Linked DNA regions of Mus musculus: region 1 is linked to region 2. A link is a contact called in public promoter capture Hi-C data. All regions are on one chromosome and are shown on one strand. The core of a region is the stretch at or near the end of the contact, and the rest is flanking DNA. Distances in the headings are between cores, read along the strand shown. Region 1 holds the start of Rps15a (ribosomal protein S15A). Region 2 holds the start of Zfp143 (zinc finger protein 143).

Region 1 (2,833 bases), core at 250-2,749, 8.1 Mb before region 2:
CTTATTTGCTCACTTCCTTCTGAGGCTGACTACCAAGGTCCAGCTTTCAAAGGATGGAGGTCCAGCAACCAAAAGTCCCCTTGCAGCTACCCTAATTAACGTGTCTAACCAGAGTTAGACACTTCATCCTAACAAGAGGTTTTTTCCCCCTTTACCCTCATAAACTGTCGTTTGCTCAAGGGCCACACCTGTCTCCTCTCTATGCAGAGGCAGTTCTTTGTTCCCAGGACTTACATCCTTTCCCTCCCTCTCCCTTGTTCCCCTCTCCCTCACCTTCTATCTCCTGTCTTTGTCTCTCATTCCCTGTCCTTTGTTCCTCTGGGGGAAATAAATCTTGTGCCAAACACTGCTGAGCACTGCCACATTTGTGTGGTCTCTCAAAAGCTCCTCTGAGTGGTTCTATCATCCCTGTTTTAGAGATGGAGAAACTGATTTGTCCATTCAGTTTTTTCTTCAACTATATGTCGAGGACCTACTATGTGGCAGATGCTTCTCCAGACTTAGTGTGAACAGCAATGAACGAAGCTTCCCGAACCTCTGTAGGCTTGAAGCTTAATGGTCCAGGCTAGGAGTCAACAGATTCACTTGAGGTGTAACCCCAGTTACAGAAGTGAGGCAGACAGATCACAGGGCTGCATAATAGGAGGAGGAGGAGGAGGAGGAGGAGGAGGAGGAGGAGGAGGAGGAGGAGGAGGAGGAGGAGTGTAACCCCAGTTACAAAAGTGAAGCAGACAGATCACAGGGCTGCATAATAAGAGGAGGAGGAGGAAGAAAAGTGGACCTTAAGCCGGGCATGGTGGCACACGCCTTGAATCCCAGCACTCAGGAGGCAGAGGCAAGCGGATTTTTGAGTTCGAGGCCAGCCTGGTCTACAGTGAGTTCCAGGACAGCCAGGGCTATACAGAGAAACCCTGTCTCGAAAAACAAAAAAACAAACAAAAAAAAAAAAAAAAAAAAAAAAGAGAGAGAGAGCGAGAGAAGCGGACCATGGCAGTAATCCCTGTTACTAGTCAAGATTTTCATGACTCCGGGGACAGCATTGGGCCACTACTGGTCTCCAAAAGCCAAATTCAAGCCAAACCAACCAAAACAATAATAACAAAAGCCAAGTGCTGTGATGTTTAATCTCAGCACTGGGAGGCAGAGGCAGGTGGAGGCTAGAAGTCAGCTTGGTCTTCATAGTTCCAGCCCAGCCGAAGCTACCTAGTGAGTTTCATTGTGGCAAACAAAACTAAACGCAAGAACCCGCAGTGGCGTTAATGCCAAAACCCTAGAGGCTGAGGCAGGACTGCCGCGAGTTTCAGAGCGACTAGCAGCCCACCATTTCTAGTTTCATCTGCCCCTCCCAGAGGAGGCCCCGCCCTCGCATTGGTTGTCCTATAAGAAATCACAGGGTTTTGGGTTTTTTTTTTTTAAGTGTGTGACCATGAAGTCTCGCGATAGCGCTTCCGCTTCCCATAATTCCGTGCGTTTGCCCGGCCCACTCTCTTTCTGCCATCTTCCCTCGCCGGTGAGTGAGTGTTTGTGAAACTCCGTGTTCATCCGTGTGGTATCTGTGCCATCCCTTTACCCCGTGTTCGCTTTCGGAGTCCCGTGGGCCTATAGATCCCTGCAGGGGCCGTAGTCTCCGTCTGCCGGGGTCGGGGGCTATGGGTAGCCCTTTGCGGGAGCCGGCCCACTGCAACAGGCCGGGCTCGGCTCGGGCCGGCGGGGACGGTGGCCCGCGTGGGCCCTGCAGCCTCCGGTGTCTGCGGGAGCTCTGGAGTCCCGAGTGTCCCACGCGGCCGTGGCCAGGGTTGGCGCGGGGAGTTAGGCTCAGCCACTCACTGCCGAGTTAGGGAACCACGTCGTGGTTTACTCTTGGCGCGTAAAATACGCCTTGGCAGCGTCCTGAGGAGCCGTGGAGGTAGCCTATGGGTTGTGGCCGTTCAGTAGGCTGGCTGGGCTCCCTGTCACGTACTGCCTCTTCTCCCGAAAGGGGGTGTGTGTGTGTGTCTGTGTGTTAAATGGTTACCTGTAAATGAGTTAAGTCGCGTTAACCTCTTGACACACTGCTGGCTTTGAAAATCTTGGCAGACGGTGCCAGAACTTTTTCCTAATGACAGTTCCCGCACCCCCACTTTCAGTTTGGCTAGCTGGTCGGTCCCACCATTTCGAAGGCTATCTTCTGTGTGGTGAGGCTCGGCTTGTGTCATTCTCTCCCCAGCTATTTTGTGTGGTGGGTGGTATGAATAGGAGTGTCTTGGAGGGCTAGACTCTGAAGAACAGTGCTGAACAGTCGGGAAATTGTAGTGAATTTTTCCTGGTTCTTGGGAATGTTGCTTAGACCTAGGAAAAGCTAATGGGGGTAGGACAGCATGATTGGGTGTTGATGCAAACCCCGGCTTTTCTTTCCACAGCCACCATGGTGCGAATGAATGTTCTGGCGGATGCTCTCAAGAGCATCAACAACGCTGAGAAGAGAGGCAAACGCCAGGTCCTCATCAGGCCATGTTCTAAAGTCATCGTTCGGTTCTTAACCGTGATGATGAAGCACGGTGAGTATTGGTGTCTTGGGTTTTTGACAGTGCTGGATCTGGGAGGGAAAGACAGTAACCGTTCAAGAAAAGAATGGGTGTGTTGATGCTAACTCCCAAAAATTTTTATGTGATACGGAGCTTTCAGAATTCTGATGCAGAGACTCAGATGAGAGAAAAATCTAATAGGCAAAAAGTTAGTGTTGGCGTAAAGGTTTAGGTCTCAAATTGATGTCTGGTTTGACGCTGGTCACTTGTTTTATAGGATACATTGGTGAATTTGAGATCATTGATGATCACAGAGCTGGGAAGATTGT
Region 2 (2,976 bases), core at 24-2,523:
TACCAGACTTAGTTTGGACTATTTTAGGTGAATTTGAACGTGTGTATATTCTATCAAAAAGCTGTTATTAGTATACTTGAGATCAGGAACTCAGTGTGTAGCTAGCTGTAAATCTGTAATAAAGAGTAGTCTTGAAATCCTCTTGCCTCAGACTCCGATTGCTGGAATTATAGACAGAGACACCATGCCCAGATAAAACAAACCAAAATAAACAAAGGGGAAGAGTATTTGTAGAGTCGATTGACTCATCTCCAAATACTCAAAATGTCAGGGTAAGATTTATGCTTATTGTTTTGTGATCTTTACATTTCACAATGAATTTACTATATACTTAGAATGAAGAAAGTGTTAAAATGTTACACAAGTTTTTGCCGAATAGGGCTGAACGCATCTTTCCTAGTAAAATTTAGGACCAAACTGAACACAATCTGAAACGTGCAATTTCTCACATTCCCAACGGAATATGCCAGATGATTTGAATATTTCAAAAGGGAAGGCAGAACTTGATTCTAAACAAACAGATGGGCAGTGGTATTCATTTCTACTTATTGAAACATCGTTTAATGAAAGGGAGAAAGTAAAAAATGAGTGAACGAAAGTCCCATTATAAAACATTCCAAGAGACTATTTTTGAATATTCGATGTTAGGCCTCACAGACTTTTGAAGAAAAAAATTGTGAAAACGAATAAATGTGCCTACGATCAGAATAGGAAGAAACCCGGGGGCGATATGCAGGCGTGTCCCCAGCCGCGGGCCCCGCGCCCCTGCTGGGGCCTGCTGAGAACCGAGGCCCGGAGGCCCAGTCCGACCGGCTTCCACACCGAGCGAGCGCCCAGGGACTCGCTCCGCGCGAAGGTCAGGTCGAGCTGAGCCTCCCGGCTCCCGAGAGCTCCACCCTCCCCTCCTGCTCTCCCTCCCCTCAGCGGCCCCCTAAGGGGACAGGCGGGGCGCTGGGTGAAGGGGGGTGGGGTGGCGTCCTCAGAGGGAAAGGCTCCGCCGCCCTAGAGTGGCGGCCTCGGGTTATTAATAAACTCCGATTCTGCCCGGGCTGCGCTACGAAGGCGGCCGTAGGATCGGCCAGGCCTGAGGACCAGCATAAGCAGCTGGAGGGAGAGCCGGGGCCCGAGTGGGCCCGCGCCGCCGCACTGAGGGCGGCGGCCGGGCGGAGAATAATGCACACTGGGTAAAAACACATTTATATACGAACCTCCGAGAAAATTTTCCAACAATTCCTTCGTCCGACCACCATGCACCAGGACAGGAAACAGCCGCCCGGCCCCCAAGCCCCGCAACCCGCATAGCAATTCTGAGTCCCGCCCCTACCCTCCATTGGGCTGTCTTTACGTCACTCACTGGAAGACTCTTGCTCTCGATTGGTCTAGATTTAGCTGACGGGCAGGAAACCGCCACTAACTACGCCCACCTCACCTGCGTCATTGTTGCCTGACCTTCCTACCCGCTCATGAGTGGCTGGCGCCAGGTACGGAATCAAAGCTTCTGTGCCTGACTGGATGGCGAAACTGCTCATCGCGGACCACTCCGCCCCACGGACGAGTGAATTATGCCGATTCTGGGGCCCCAGCGGGAGGCGCCATTTTGTAGCAAGGGAGGGAGGTTCGTCCTTTTGATTGCCCGGGAGGGAAATAGGGTGATGGGCGCCATTTTCCCTACAGGGCTAATGTGGAACCCATGGAGCTCCCGGTGGCCCTGCCGGAGCGTGTATCGGAGGCCGGATGGGCCTTGCCTTTCTATTGCCGAGTGTTATTTCATTGGAAGGTTAGAGGAAGGCAGGAGGGCGGCCCGAACCTCCCACGCGCTCCCTAGGGGCTCTCGGAGTCGGCCGAGGCCTTCGCTTTGGGTCTCTGTGCCTAGCGCAGCTGATGCCGGAGACTGGGTTCGGAACCTGCCTGCCCTTCCCCAATCTCCGGGCATGACCATGCCATGGGAGGTTGAGCTTTCTGCTTCTGCGGAGATCCCGGCGGAGCCGAGCTTCCGCTGGGAGGCAAAGCGAATGCTCTTAGTGTGTCCGTGGACTTGTGGTCGCTCGGGTCCTTTGCATGCGCTTTCCCTGTTTTGTGAAACTGAAGGATGAAGAAAGCATCTGTTGGGCTCTTTAACCTATTGAGACATTAGTTGTGGCATGTGGTACGTTTTTTTTTTTTTTTAATCCTCTCGGCCCAACCCTTAAGCCATTTCCAATACAAGGCATTTCAGATAAGAGTGCAGTAGCCGCAGTACCAGGTGTATATTCCAATAAGATGAGGAGGTTGACCAGCATTAGCCGTCAGTCACTTGCATTTCAGGTGATGTCATTGATGAAGTCGAAAAATAGCCGGGAGAAACTTGAGTTTGTAACTAAATCTAGTCGGAACCTACAGTATTACCTTCTCTTGCCCTCACCCCATCTGAGACTTTAGTTTGCAGTATAGTTCAGTAGGCTATGAATTTAACCGGAGAGTATATCCCTAAGTGCTAAGAGTAGGCTGTATAGCCTATGCCACATAAGGCCCAATAAATCACAATTTTAAAATATTAATCTAACCAGGGCATAGTTACATAATCGGTACTCAAATGTCATTTGAAGGATCTCAGGACTTAGAATATACATCCTTTTATGGTTTTTGAGAGTGTGGCTGTCTGGCCTTGTATTTGCTATGTAGAGGGCAATTGATGACATGATCTTGACCTAATCCACCCACAACTCCTATCAAACCCTGGCAAGAAAGGTACATGACACCACTACTTTGTTTTGGTACTCTTGGACCTTTCTACCTCCACATGGCCAGTAATGGGATTATAGATAGGCATGTGCCACCATCTCTGGTTCTGAACAGTATTATTATTTTTTGCTTTTTTTTCCAGATGGGGTTTCTCTGTAGCCCTGGCTGTCCTGGAACTCACTCTGTAGACCAGGCTGGCCTTGAACTCAGAAATCCGCCTACCTCTGCCTCCTGAGTGCTGGGATTAAAGGCGTG

Evidence for each region. Promoter capture Hi-C pulls out the DNA fragments that hold promoters and counts their contacts.
Region 1: a promoter capture Hi-C map of pre-B cells shows a contact between it and region 2, with 5 times the contacts expected there. The contact joins the promoter of Rps15a here to the promoter of Zfp143 in region 2. A contact is called at or near these places in 3 of 39 promoter capture datasets (cranial neural crest, maxillary cranial neural crest and pre-B cells).

The regions. Positions count from the first base shown.
Region 1 is chr7:118,114,813-118,117,645 of GRCm38.p6, reverse strand. Rps15a (ribosomal protein S15A) reads left to right here and starts at 1,499. Exons shown (of 5, transcript NM_170669.2): 1 at 1,499-1,510; 2 at 2,400-2,537; 3 at 2,782-2,833. The coding sequence starts at 2,405.
Region 2 is chr7:110,060,008-110,062,983 of GRCm38.p6, reverse strand. It overlaps Zfp143 (zinc finger protein 143), which reads right to left and starts at 1,273. Exons shown (of 16, transcript NM_001374618.1): 1 at 1,209-1,273.